Linked DNA regions of Mus musculus: regions 1 and 3 are each linked to region 2. Evidence: chromatin contacts called from public ChIA-PET and Hi-C data. All regions are on one chromosome and are shown on one strand. The core of a region is the stretch at or near the end of the contact, and the rest is flanking DNA. Distances in the headings are between cores, read along the strand shown.

Region 1 (4,197 bases), core at 1,536-4,035, 200 kb after region 2:
CAGATCTGATGGCCTCCACGGTTCTGTGTGGGCAACTACACTTGAATGTACAGGCAAGTATGTTCATGTGCACGTGCGTGTGTGCACACACACAGACACACATACAATCTTTAAAAAAATTGTCATCTTGTGATCATGTTGAACCAAGCTTGTGAAAACTTGAGTTGCAGAGGCAGCTGTTTTATCCCACTGACGTGACATTGTTGGCTAAAACCTCTGATGGTGAAACCCTGGGACAACTATGGCATCATGTTTCTCAATGAGGCCTTACTGTCCAGGCAAAGAATTCTGCATGACATAGTGAGTTTATGTGGCTCAGGCAACACATACCCTCTTTGACATAGAGGTGGGTGGTTCTAGTGTATTTCCAGAATGCTCTCCTAATCTGTGTGTATGAGCTGGAAGGCTCATGGTCCTGATTAGGCTTTTCCAAGTCCCAGGGACTGAATGGGGCACATGTGTGTCCCCCACCTCTTTGCCCAGGTTTATAGAGGAGAAACTACTTTTTATTTGGAAAATAGTCATTAGGACAGATGGGGGTGGATATGGGAGGGGTTAAGGAACCAGCAACCTGGAGAAGCCTCAGTTACTGTGTATACCCCAGCATGAATGTTATAGACGAGTGTTGGTTTCCTATCTGCTACCCAAGATACTGAAGGAAGATGGGAGACAGGTTGGATCATCTAGGTTTCCTATCCAAGACTGCTCATCAATAGTAGCCAGTGGAAGCAAGCTTTGAAGTCAGGTCTCACTGAGCTCAGTTTCCGCAATTTTACCAGAGCTAGGCTACCTAGCTTATCCTTACACTCAATTAACAGCTTGCCACACCGGAACGGGAAGAGACCATTGCTTCTTGCTTGTACAAAGCCATTGACCAAACCATCACATTGTGATTCCTCATTTATCTTAACATTCCGGGGGAACTTATTCGAATGACAGTGTTCTGAAAACATTAAGCTCTTTGGGGATTTCAGTCCTAATGCCCTTTCTCTTCTGTCCTGACTATGTTTCATGAAGTTCGCTCATAGATGGTCTGATGGCAAGACACCTGCCTCGTCGCCCACAGACAACTTCTAGTTCTTGTGACTTGGACTTTGCTTGTGATGTCAAGAAGAAAAGCAAAGACACCAACACTGAATGCCTGAGAGCCTCAGAGAGCGTTCACACAGCACATGCGGCAGACTTGAGTTTCCATGCTGAGTCTGAGGACAGACGGACAGCAGTTTGCCTGAAGGCAGAATGTAGACTTAATGAGATATTAGAACTCACAGCCCTCTACTCAGTCCATAATCCTCACAGTAACTTCTTTGCTTTGGGAATTCAGAGTGAAATCAGGAGGTTCAGCAAGGTTCAAGCATTTTGAACCCTGAAGGGTCTATAAAAGGAAACCACCCTAGACTGCCCCAAACAAACCAAAGGCCAAACCAAATGCAGAACAAAACCAGCAATGGGGAGAGGCGGCCACGTTGAAGGTTTCAGCTGGGAGCCTGGCTGTGGAATCACGGGAAGCCATGTTTACAGGTGGCTGGCCTTACCGTGGGAGGAGCATGAAGTTAAGGTGGTCAGCCCTGTCCCTCTCCGCCTTGTACAGCTGAGTCCTTTCCTCCACCAGATGTTCCAGGTTTCGAGAGTACAGCTGGAGACGTCGGATCAAGGTGTCCATGTAAGACTCGTTTTTCTGGTCATGGAAAAGGCTGCAGGTGGTAACAGATGAAGGATTTTTACACATCACTGGGAAGGGGTGTGAGGGGGGTCTCATGATGTTGTGTATGTTAAAGATAATGTTTATAACATGCTAAGACATAGAAAAAAGTTCTGAGATCCCACAGCCATTCTGCCATCGTGATTACGTCATTGACAAGTTCCCACTTCTGCCCTCAGACGGTGTAGGCTTGCTTTGTATAAGTGAGTGTGTGTCTGTGTGTTTCTGTGTTTGGTATGTGTGTGTGTCTCTGTGCCTCTCTCTCTGTATATGTGTATGAGAGACTGGTTGTGTCTCTGTGTGTCTCTGTGTGTGTGTTTATGTGTATGTTGTGTCTCTGTGTATGTTTATTGTGTGTGTTTGTGTGTATGTGTGTGTGTGAGAGAGAGAGAGAGAGAGTGTGTGTGTCATAGTATGGGTTTGAAGGAGGTTTGAGGACACCATCATTGTTTTGGGTATGAACTCAGGTGACTAGTCTTGTTGACATCTCCACAGTCCCAAGAGACAGAACTTTTTTTATAACAAGCTCCCAAGGGCTCTTACTTGACCCCAGCAGTAAAGGTTCGTTAGGCAGAATGGGATCAGGAGCAAGCACAGGGGAGGTGGAAATGAATGGATTCAATTAAAAGTTTCCCCATCTTAACTATGGATCTTCGTCACCTAGGGAATTATTAAAACTCCCGCTAAGTTACACCTTAGCCCTGTTACATCAAATGCTCTAGGGCAGAATTAAGGTGCCAGTGTTTCTTAAAGCTCCTTGGGGAATCTCAAATGAACAGCCATGTTTGAGACCCACCAGAGTCAAGGGTAAAGACCAGGGGCCCATGATCTATCTCCATGAGAGTCCCTGTCACTGATACTGCACTGTCCCATCTGACCTCGGTGACAGCCAGGGGAGGAGTGAAAAGGCGAGAATTGAATCTGTTGCTAGTTCCTGCTCTATTCAAACAGTGCACACTTCTGCCAATCAGACCATGGCTCCCATCTCTGCCTTGGCTTCTCACCTCAGCAGGTGTCTGAATCTTAGGGCCTAAGGACACCTCCAGAAAGTCAGAGATGGAAGGAAGTTTAGAAACCACCCAGCTCACTCCAGTTTCATGAATGAGGAAGTTGGTAGCCTGCATCTGCGTCTGCATGTGCGTGTGCATGTCTGTGTGTGTGTGTGTTGATTTGCCCTCTGTTCCCAGCAAGCCAGCATTATGTCTTCCTTGGTGCTTGGTTTCTCAGTTCTCCAGTCACTGTCCCTTTCCCATCTGTAGTGTGTTATCTAAAAGCACACAGCATCGAGGATTTGGTATCGCTGGATCATGGGATATAACACCCATTTTGAACACGAAGGCTCTAGTGATTCAGAAAACAAATCTAAAGTGTCTGGGGCCATAGCTGGTGATTTTGGAGATCTTTAAAGCTTGCTGACCTTGGTGGCTGGAGAGATGGTTCATAAGAACCTATCCTGCCTTACCAGAGGACCCTCGGTCACCTCCTAGGACCTATGTCAGGGGACTTACAGATCCAAGTTCAGGTCTAGGGAATCCGGGTGCCTGCGCACAGGTACACAAACCCACACATATACAAAGAATTAAAAATAAAAGCTAGATCTTAAAAATATTAAGAACTTTCTAATGTTAAGAATTACCCATCTGGGCCCAGAGACATGGCTCAGTGGTTAAGAACACTGACTGCTCTTCCAGAGGACCTGGGTTTGATTTTCCAGCTCCCTTGTGGCAGCTCACAACTGTCTGTAACTTCAACCCCAGGGTCTGATGCCTTTTTTGGCCTCTGTGAGCACTGCATGCACAAGGCACACAGACATACATGCAAGAACCCCCCTATATGTGTGTGTATATATATATATATATATATATATATATATATATATATATATATATATATATATATATATATATATATATACATATATTACCCAGGAGCATTATAGAATCCCAGGACCCAGGTTAGACTTCCAGAAGGGTCTGGAAGTCTGGAAATTATGCATTTAATTAAAATATGTTTCATACATGTTTTCTTCTCTGTTAATTCTTCCCAAATCCTCCCTACCTCCTCATGCACCCCAACTTTAAGGTTCTCTTAGAAACTATGTCTTTTTCAGACTTATTAGCTTAAGTGTGTGTACTGGAGGAACACTGCTCCTGGATGCAGCTGCCCAGGAAGCCAGAAGCATCCTATCTCTTGGAGCTGGAGTCACAGGCAGTTGTGAGTCTCCTGATGTGGGCTATAGGAACCAAACTTGGTTCCTCTGCAAGAACAGTGCGTGTCTTAACTGATGAACCATCTTTCTTGCCTCTGGAAACTATTTTTAATGATAAAAAGTATGATATATTATGATGTATTTTGTCCCTGAGTGTTTAACTTTATGAGAGCATGTCCCTGAGAAGTGGTCTTTTTTACTTCTGAATCATTTGCATTTTATGTGACAGGTGTTGGTTATAGCCTGAGAATTTTATTGGCACAAACATTTTCATTCCGTGGTAGCA
Region 2 (3,783 bases), core at 236-2,735:
GCTTACTTACTGCTGCCACCCAAGTGTGGGTGGCACCACACTCAGCTGGGTGTTTCCCCTTTCAAGGCCTCTTGTTAGATTAAGTCAAGTCTATTCTAGATATTCTCTCTTTCAACTCAAAATCAATCTAGAATCTTAAATACATCTATTAAAAACACTTACCTTTTTCCTTTTCCCTTTTTTGGAAACAGGGTTTCTCTATATAGCCCTGGGTATCCTGAAACTAGATCTGTAAACCAGGCTGGCCTTCAAGTCTTAGATTTGCCTGGACACTGTATCACATTTTATGACCCCAGAAGTTGTTTCTTGAATTTCAATTTCCTTGGGTTTGCCTGTTTAATGTCCTAGTTGAATTGTCAAGTACAGGACAATAATGAAAGCTGTGAGCTTCTTTGGAGAGAGAGTCTCAAGCTCTAGATGATCTGGGAGCATGTGGCCCCAGGTTGTCCTTGTTCTCTCAAGACCTGCCTCATCTCCCTGAGTGCTTCTGGGAATTGAGCCACAGCTGCCCATGGGAGTGTAGATTTCCTCAGCACTGACAGCTACTTAACTTTTTGATTGGTTAAGTTACTATTGAACAAATACTTAAAGGGAGAAAATTAAGTTTAAGGGATTCCACCTAATATTATTTTTCTGGCTCTTACTGATTTACAAAACATATTTAGAATCTTTTCTTCATTCTAGCTTCTCTCAATTTGTCGGAACAGTGATTACTGTCTCTATTTAAGCGACACGTGAATTTATGAGGTGTGAAGGCATGATTGGTACTGCTTGCTCTCTTACAGGATATCCCCCCAAAAGATGTTCATCTCCACATCTTGATGATTAACACAATTAACTTAGTGAACTTTAAGTGATACCTGTAACACTTTGACAGAGTTTGAGGCCGATAGATTTCAAATTCCAGACCAGTGTGGGCTACGTGGCAAGTTCAATGGCTAGACTGAGTTAAACTGCACGAATCTTCATCAACAAAACAAAACAAAAAGATAAAAATTAAAAAAAATTTTTTTTTCGAATAAATTACCGTACTCTAGGTTCTCTAGACTTATGGAAAAATCTTTTCGCTTTTTAAACACCTACTTTTTTTTTTCTCAAGTCTCATGGAGGGGTGGCCACTGAGGAATCTCCATGCAAAAAAAAAAATAAAAAAATTAAAAAAAAAACAAAAAAAACCCCAATCACCTCCAGGATAAAAAAGAAAAGAGCCAACCGGAAAAAAAAAAAATCACCTCCGGATGCGATCGAAAAGACGGCAGCGCCACCACCGCAGACGGGCTACAATTTCAAGGCAGGAGGCGTGGCCAAAAATCCCTCATTCAAATAAAAAACCAGGAGATTTGCATGGAGAATAGGCATCGCGCACGTTCATTGGCCGATCGCTCAGTGGGTGGAGTACATAGTGTGCCCACGAAGCTCCGCCCCCATCTATTTGCATAACGGCCCCGGCGCGTGCTGGGGAGAAGCGGGTTTGTTTTTGAATCTGCGGTGGCGGCGAGTGGAGCGCACGGCTGAGACGGCAGCGTCCGGGACGGCTGCACGGGACGGCTGCGTAGGAAGGAACTCGGGTCCCAGGCTCTCACCTCCCGCCCCCGAAGGTATACGCGAGTGCCAGGGGCTGTTCTAACCACTGTCGGAGAAATGACTATTGTATTTCGGAAGAGTCAAGACCGCATTATGGCGGCTGCGGGAGTTGAGTGTGCGCCTGCGCGGTTGCGAAGCTGCGGGCGGGCGCTGCATGGGAGCACGTGATCGCGTGGGGTCGGGCTCTAGCTGCAGTTGAGCAGCTGGCCGGGCGGTGGCTGCGCAGGCGCAATATTCATTTTCAAGAGCTAATGTTCTTGTTGGACGCCATTTGGGTTCTAGATTTAATTTTCTCATTCTCGAGGGGGTTTCGTCTCGTGCTTCTTCTTTTCACATTTTCCGAGGAAAACGTTTCTCTCGTGTCTTACACCTACCCGCACCTTAAAATCCTTTATTTCTCTCACGGTTTCACCGGTGCAGACTTGATATTTTGGTACAAATTGCCTCTTGTGGTTCTCGATTATAATTTCGCGTTTAGTTAGGTATTTCTGGATTCGCGTTCCATTTAGGGAGATAAGATCGGCACCTAGTGGTGCTCTCGGGGGAAGTGCATTTACTTCAGCTGCACTTTTGTAAATACATTTTTAACCCTGTTTTTACCGGTTCGCTTTTGGATGTGCAATGTTTACAAAATAGAAACTTTTATTTTTGATTTGTTTGAGAGGACAAGAAAAGGATGTACAAGTTAAGTTGAAATCTCAATTTTCTCAGGTATTACATCTTTATTATTTTTTTTTTTAAAAAGGAACATTTCATCCAAAGTCAATGAAGTTTTAATCCAAACACTTGAGTCTTTCATGTTTTTAGTTTTACTGTTTCTTCAGTTAGAGAAATGTTAAAGAAAATTAGTGAACACGATTTCTCATTATTTTGGGATGACGTATAAGCTATTATATCATTTTTTGATGAAGAATTTTACAAATATTACAAGTTCTATTGAGGTCCTTATTTAAGGGAATCAATTAAACATTTTGAGTTTTTGAAAAAAATATGTGCACTGTAGTATATGTGTATAATGTACACTTTAAATATGTTTTAGGTGTATATGTCCTGGTTTTAGTTTCTTAAAATAACTATGGGTGTGCTACTGATTAAAGTTGTGATGCCACTAAATTTCAGTTGTATGTAGCACAATTAGGTCAGTTGTATGTAGCACATTGGGTCAGTATACGTATAATTTAATATAATTTTCTTATTCTACCCGTTGTTTCTTACTAGTCTAAAAACTTGTGTTTTCATAAACATCTGTCATTCATATGTATAGTTGCTTTTTTGGTTGCTTATGTAACCCAAGTTTAAATCAGTCTGTTGTCAAATTAAGTGCTGTTATAATGTCGATTGGTTTGGGCTATCTCTATTACCCGAAACAAATACTCTTAGAAATAATAGGATATAATTGAAAGGAACATTTTGGGCTGTTTTTTTTTTTTTTTTTTTTTTTTTTTTTTTTTTTTTAAATGCTGTGACATATGCCCTGGAATGGAAGGACGGGGAAGGAAGTCTTCTCCTCCTGTAGCTAGCAGGTCTAAAGTTGATGTAATGGGAATCTTGAGCCTCTGCTGTCTTGTACCAGGAATGAAGGCAGTTCTGCCTTTTTGAGACTTTGATGCTTCTGAGGTGGTTTCCCCTCACCCCATTTTGTACTCCTAGTATTTGAGTTTATGTATTTAAGCTTAACATTTTTGTTTGAATGCATGGGTAATTGTGTCATGCGTTAATATTGAGCATCATAAGAGGCACTAGAAAATTACATAACATGCAATTTCAATATTGATGGGACAGTTTTGCTGTATTTCTTAGAAGGTAAATGTAATTTTAAGTTTACTAAAATTAATGAATTGTCTGAATGTCAGTGGTTGATTCTTTAGTATTTTAGAAACAAGTACTAAAAGTTTGAAATTTTAGTTTGGTTATAATTAAATGAAGCATTGTGCATGTATGTACACACACACACACACACACACAGACAGACAGACATGTTACTCAAAGTATGAACAATCACTGATATGTAGTTTAGAAAGAATCAGGCTGGAATGATTTAAGTCATAAAATTAAAATTTTATTTTTTAAAAATTACTTGATTTTGTACTCTGTTGGAATATTTTCACGTCCACAGTATGAAGATTTAGTATTGTGTTAATCGCCCTTAACTACTGTGGTGATGTTTGTAACTTCACTTTTGCTGTGGTAGATCAGTCT
Region 3 (4,250 bases), core at 1,408-3,907, 220 kb after region 2:
GAATATTTAATAAGTCCTATGTCTCCAGCCAGCACAAGCTATGCCCAAGTCAGGCAGGAAAACCATGGCTCTGGTGCTCACCCGCCTGGATCTCTGCTCCCCCTACTCGCTACCTGCCAGATGGAGTCTGTCGCCCTTTCCTCGGGCTCTGGATACTTGGAACAGGTGATTTCTTTGGAGTTATTGGTTTAGTTTGTTTGTCTGGGACAGAGTCTTACTGTGTAGTGCAAGCTGGCCATAAACTCACATTCTCTCGCCTCAGTCTGGGATTACAGGCACGGGTCACCACATCTGGTGGCACGGGCGGTTTCTAAGCTTCTCCTAGGCTCCACACTATACTGTATGATGAATCTTCAATCTTTCACAATATACCAGTAGATCTCTGAAGATAGCTAGTTAGACACTGCTCATAACGTGGCTAGCTGGACACAAGGCATGTTTGCAGTCTTCCCAACACTCAGCAGAACTAGCCTGAGCACACAGACTCACAGGGGCAGAGGCCAGAGCTTCGATCTGAATCCTGTGCCTCAATGCCAGGGTTCTGATCTACACATATCGGCTTCTGCTTTTGACCCCGCTTTTGAAGTAGAGTGCCTTCTAGATCCCAGGTCTGCCTTTTTCATCAAGCACCGCCAATGGACACCAGGCTTGTCCCCTTCTCCCGTCCCCATCTGGAGGGCAAGCCTGTGGGAAGGAGGTACCTCAGCACGAGGAGGGCAATCAGCAGCAGAACTACCAGGATCCCCGTGAGCGTGAAGACGGCAATCATCAGGATTTGAGGGCCTGTGCAGAGAAGGAAGGGGTGTGCATTAGCGGGGCCACAGCACAAATGCGTCCCAGAGCCCCGCCTGGTGAAATGAAGCCCGAGGACAGGAGAGGGAAGAGCCCTTTTGAAAAACATTTTTTGATTAATCTTTTATTGGTGCTATGCATCCAGCATCTGCAGGCTCTGCTCCTCCCCTCCCCTCCCCTCCCCTCCCCTCCCCTCCCCTCCCCTCCCCTCCCCTCCCCTCCCCTCTCTCCTCTTCCTAAGTAGCTCAGAGTTGCCCTAAAACTTATGATCCCCCTGTGTGCTAGAATTATAGGTACATGCCACTAGGCACAGCCATGTAGCTCCTTATTTCTAACCAAAACCACTACTGTCATAGGAACATTAAGTGGTTTCCAACACATAATTTGAAGGGAGATAAGCCTACATGATATTCTCTAGATCTGTGTGTCTAAAGAGGTTCTATGCAGAAAGAAAGAGATGGCTATGTTTAAATGCTGGATGCATACTGTAAGAAAGCCAATTAGAATATTAAACCACAGTGCTGTATACTATTCCTCTCCAAGATTTCTATTATTGAGGGAAAGCAATAACTTGACTGTGTTAGAGTGAATGAATCTTGTGTGTGTGTGTGTGTGTGTGTGTGTGTGCGCGCGCGCATAGTTTGAGTAGAAGTCTTCCATTCACAGATTTTCAGAACAACAAGTGGAGTTCAGGAAAATGGGAGTGTAATCCGAGGAAACACTGGAGGGACGTCCAAGGACGTAAGGGACAAGTTCAGTGTCAGAAGCCACAGCAGTAAAAACCCTCGCAGGCTCATTCTGGCTCACGTGTGTGCAGAGCTTCCCCACCTGGCAGGAAGTAAGTACGCTCCATGAAAGGATGACTCAAAGTGAGAAGCAAAATGTGTAAGGAGCTGGAAGACAAAGGGATATGGTAAAAAGGACAAGGAGAGAGGAGAGAGTTGCATGAGAGAGGGGAGGGGAGGGAGGGAGGGAGGGGAGGGAGGGAGAGAGAGAGAGAGAGAGAGAGAGAGAGAGAGAGAGAGAGAGAGAGAGAGAGAGCACGCGCAAACAAATGCTCAAATAGGGAAAGTGTTCAAATTTTTTTTTTTTTTTAAAGACTGGAGGTCACTTCCAAGTACTTAATGAAATTACTCCAAGAAAAGATGAACAGATTTCTCATTAAAGTTCCACTCCCTCCCCCTCCACCCCCAGGAGTCTCTAACACAGCATGGGGGGACACTCAAGACCCTTGAAGGCACAGCTCGGTTGTCTACCAGCCAGCCTGTACCCACCATGAGTAAATTATTGATTTTTAAATGGCTGAAAGCTTTGAATAAAAGTTTGATCCTCTTTATTTTACCGAGACAAGAAAAAGATGCCCCAATATGAAAATATACTAAGACCCTCCTCTACTGTAAACTTATCACACATCTTGTAATGTTTTTGTTTAATCATACTGTATCCTAAACTTTTCTCATGTTCTCTCTCTCTCTTCCTTCTTCCTCCCCCACCCGCTGACCCTCTGTTGCCCCCAGTCCCTCGCCCCGCCACGCCCCATCCCTCCCCTGCTCCGTCCCAAGCAGAAGCTTAGCATGCGATAAAACTGTAGCACATTTCCATGAGGGCTGCTTGGCAAGCTTTGCCCTGGGGTTGCCTGTCACCTGGCTTTCTAAGTGACTTTGTTTCGCCTCTCACCTAGGCAGGAAAGTGCTCCCACCTCAGGGCTCATGCCATCATGACATCGTGACGTCATGTCATGACCATCATGAGACTGTCATGAAGTCATGTCGTGACCACATTTCTTTTGATGGATACAGTACTTCCACCATGCCTACCACCATCACACACTGCCACCGTAACACACCCCTAGCCCCAGACAAAGAGGAAGTCTGTAGAAAAAATACAACTCCACACTGTGGCATCATACACCCCCATGCCAGAGCATGAGTCTGAGCCACTCAGGTCATTTCAGTCCCTACCTGCCTACATAATGAGCACCCCCTGTGCTAGACATAATGACCATAATTAGATATTTAAACATGCTATTTAAATGAAATCAGTTCATTGTTGTTTAGACAGGGTCATACTCAGTAGTCCAGGCTGGCCTGGATCTCATTTTGTGGCCGAGGATTGCCTCAACTCATGGTAATATTCCCTTCGGTATTCCCAACACTGTGATTACAGATGTGAGCCACCTGGCTAAATGCAGTTGTTTAAAATTCAACCGCATTTTCATTTTGCTTCTCTGTTAAGTCAGGTTCAGGCTACTTCTAAGGCAAACCATCTGTGCCCTCTAGTGGCTATTCTGGTTGTTGCATTCTGCCGGCTTCTCAAAGAATGTACAGTGAACAGCAGGGTGATTTCTAAGTCCTAGGACAGTAGGGCTGGAGGGAACTCGGTAAACAGGCTGCTTTGCTAGAGGAGAAAGCTTTTAGTTGTAATCAAAGCAAACTGACTCATGTTAACGCAATTGTCTTTGGCTATGCTACCCTGGACCTGCCTTTTCATCTAAATTAATGGTTTTAGTGCTGGGTCCAGTGTGTGTGTGTGTGTGTGTGTGTGTTTGTGTGTGTGTGTGTGTGTAATTAATATAATATAATATATCACTATATTATATTTAATAATATTATATAACATTATATATTCTTATGATATTAATGTTACAATATATATTGTAGATTATATAGAATAAATTACATATTGAATGTATTGAATATATTGAATAATTGAATACATAATTATTCAATTATTCCAGTGCAGTATGCTTCAGCAACAGGTATCAGTGACTATTAGACCCCAATCTTGTACAGTATGTTGTAAAAAGACACATGAACAAGCAAATGTGGCGTGAGTACCGTGCAGGCGTCACACAGGGCTAGACAGATCCTTTCCTGAGGTGCTGAGCAAAGCTGAGGAGAGGTGAGATCCAGCAAATATTCCTTGCTTAAAACATTGAGTCTGTAGCAGTAACAGGATAAAGTACACATTTTTATGTCTATTCAATTTTGCTGATTTTCTGACTTTGTTTTCTAGGGGGTCCCGCTTATATGGAAACCATCTTCAAGACAGGGTTCGAATGTGGATGGGTCTAACCAGAACTCACTGGGCTTGTAAAACCCAGCCACAAACCTGGAGAGTCTAGGCAAGATGAGAAGAAAAGATAAACAAGCTAACTGCCTACAGCTTGCGCGGAAACCACATCGAGAGAAGGAAACTCAGCAAGAACGGCTTACCCAGCCCAGGAACGTCATTGGGGAGCTTGTGGTTCTTCCAGATGAAGTTGGGGTTCTCAGCCACCGGAATAGTTTTGTTTTTGTGGGTGTCATACTTCATAAGAACCTTGTACTGTGTTGGAGCCATAAACAAAGGCAAAAAGAAAAGAAAATCATGAGAACATTTTAGAGCAATGTGTGATGAGGCTGACTGTGTGTGTGTGTGTGGCTTTGGGGACGTGATCTCGATCTCTTAATCCTCCT

What was found. Hi-C and Micro-C count contacts between places; a contact is called where the count stands out from the background. ChIA-PET counts read pairs in DNA pulled down with a chosen protein or histone mark.
Region 1: a Hi-C map of bone marrow-derived macrophages shows a contact between it and region 2, with 4 times the contacts expected there. The contact joins the enhancer-like site here to the promoter of Atf7ip in region 2. A contact is called at or near these places in 4 of 484 Hi-C or Micro-C datasets (bone marrow-derived macrophages, cerebellar granule neurons, cerebellum and 1 more), 1 of 115 datasets of contacts at active chromatin or transcription factors (stem cell-derived neural progenitor cells) and 1 of 9 other capture datasets (liver).
Region 3: a contact with region 2 is called in an RNA polymerase II ChIA-PET map of memory CD8 T cells, with 373 read pairs. The contact joins the enhancer-like site here to the promoter of Atf7ip in region 2. A contact is called at or near these places in 9 of 39 promoter capture datasets (the 3T3-L1 cell line, 3T3-L1-derived adipocytes, hippocampal neurons and 4 more), 6 of 484 Hi-C or Micro-C datasets (the N1E-115 cell line, cerebral cortex, cortical glia and 3 more), 4 of 115 datasets of contacts at active chromatin or transcription factors (the 230-238 cell line, forebrain, memory CD8 T cells and 1 more) and 1 of 9 other capture datasets (liver).

The regions. Positions count from the first base shown.
Region 1 is chr6:136,711,511-136,715,707 of GRCm38.p6, forward strand. It overlaps Gucy2c (guanylate cyclase 2c), which reads right to left. Exons shown (of 27, transcript NM_001127318.1): 21 at 1,536-1,694. Among named protein-coding and RNA genes, the nearest start is that of Plbd1, 52 kb to the left of the region's middle. Within about 2 kb of position 2,786, at least 47 of the 459 cell types and tissues checked have an H3K27ac peak or open chromatin away from gene starts, as enhancers often do. A contact at or near this core is called in bone marrow-derived macrophages, where this site is marked.
Region 2 is chr6:136,517,366-136,521,148 of GRCm38.p6, forward strand. It overlaps Atf7ip (activating transcription factor 7 interacting protein), which reads left to right and starts at 1,486. Exons shown (of 15, transcript NM_019426.2): 1 at 1,486-1,598. It overlaps Gm44140 (a long non-coding RNA gene), which reads right to left and starts at 1,388. Exons shown (of 4, transcript XR_001785394.2): 1 at 1,233-1,388; 2 at 1,084-1,127.
Region 3 is chr6:136,739,909-136,744,158 of GRCm38.p6, forward strand. It overlaps Gucy2c (guanylate cyclase 2c), which reads right to left. Exons shown (of 27, transcript NM_001127318.1): 10 at 4,008-4,119; 11 at 702-783. Among named protein-coding and RNA genes, the nearest start is that of Gucy2c, 40 kb to the right of the region's middle. Within about 2 kb of position 2,658, at least 61 of the 459 cell types and tissues checked have an H3K27ac peak or open chromatin away from gene starts, as enhancers often do. A contact at or near this core is called in memory CD8 T cells and second pharyngeal arch cranial neural crest, where this site is marked.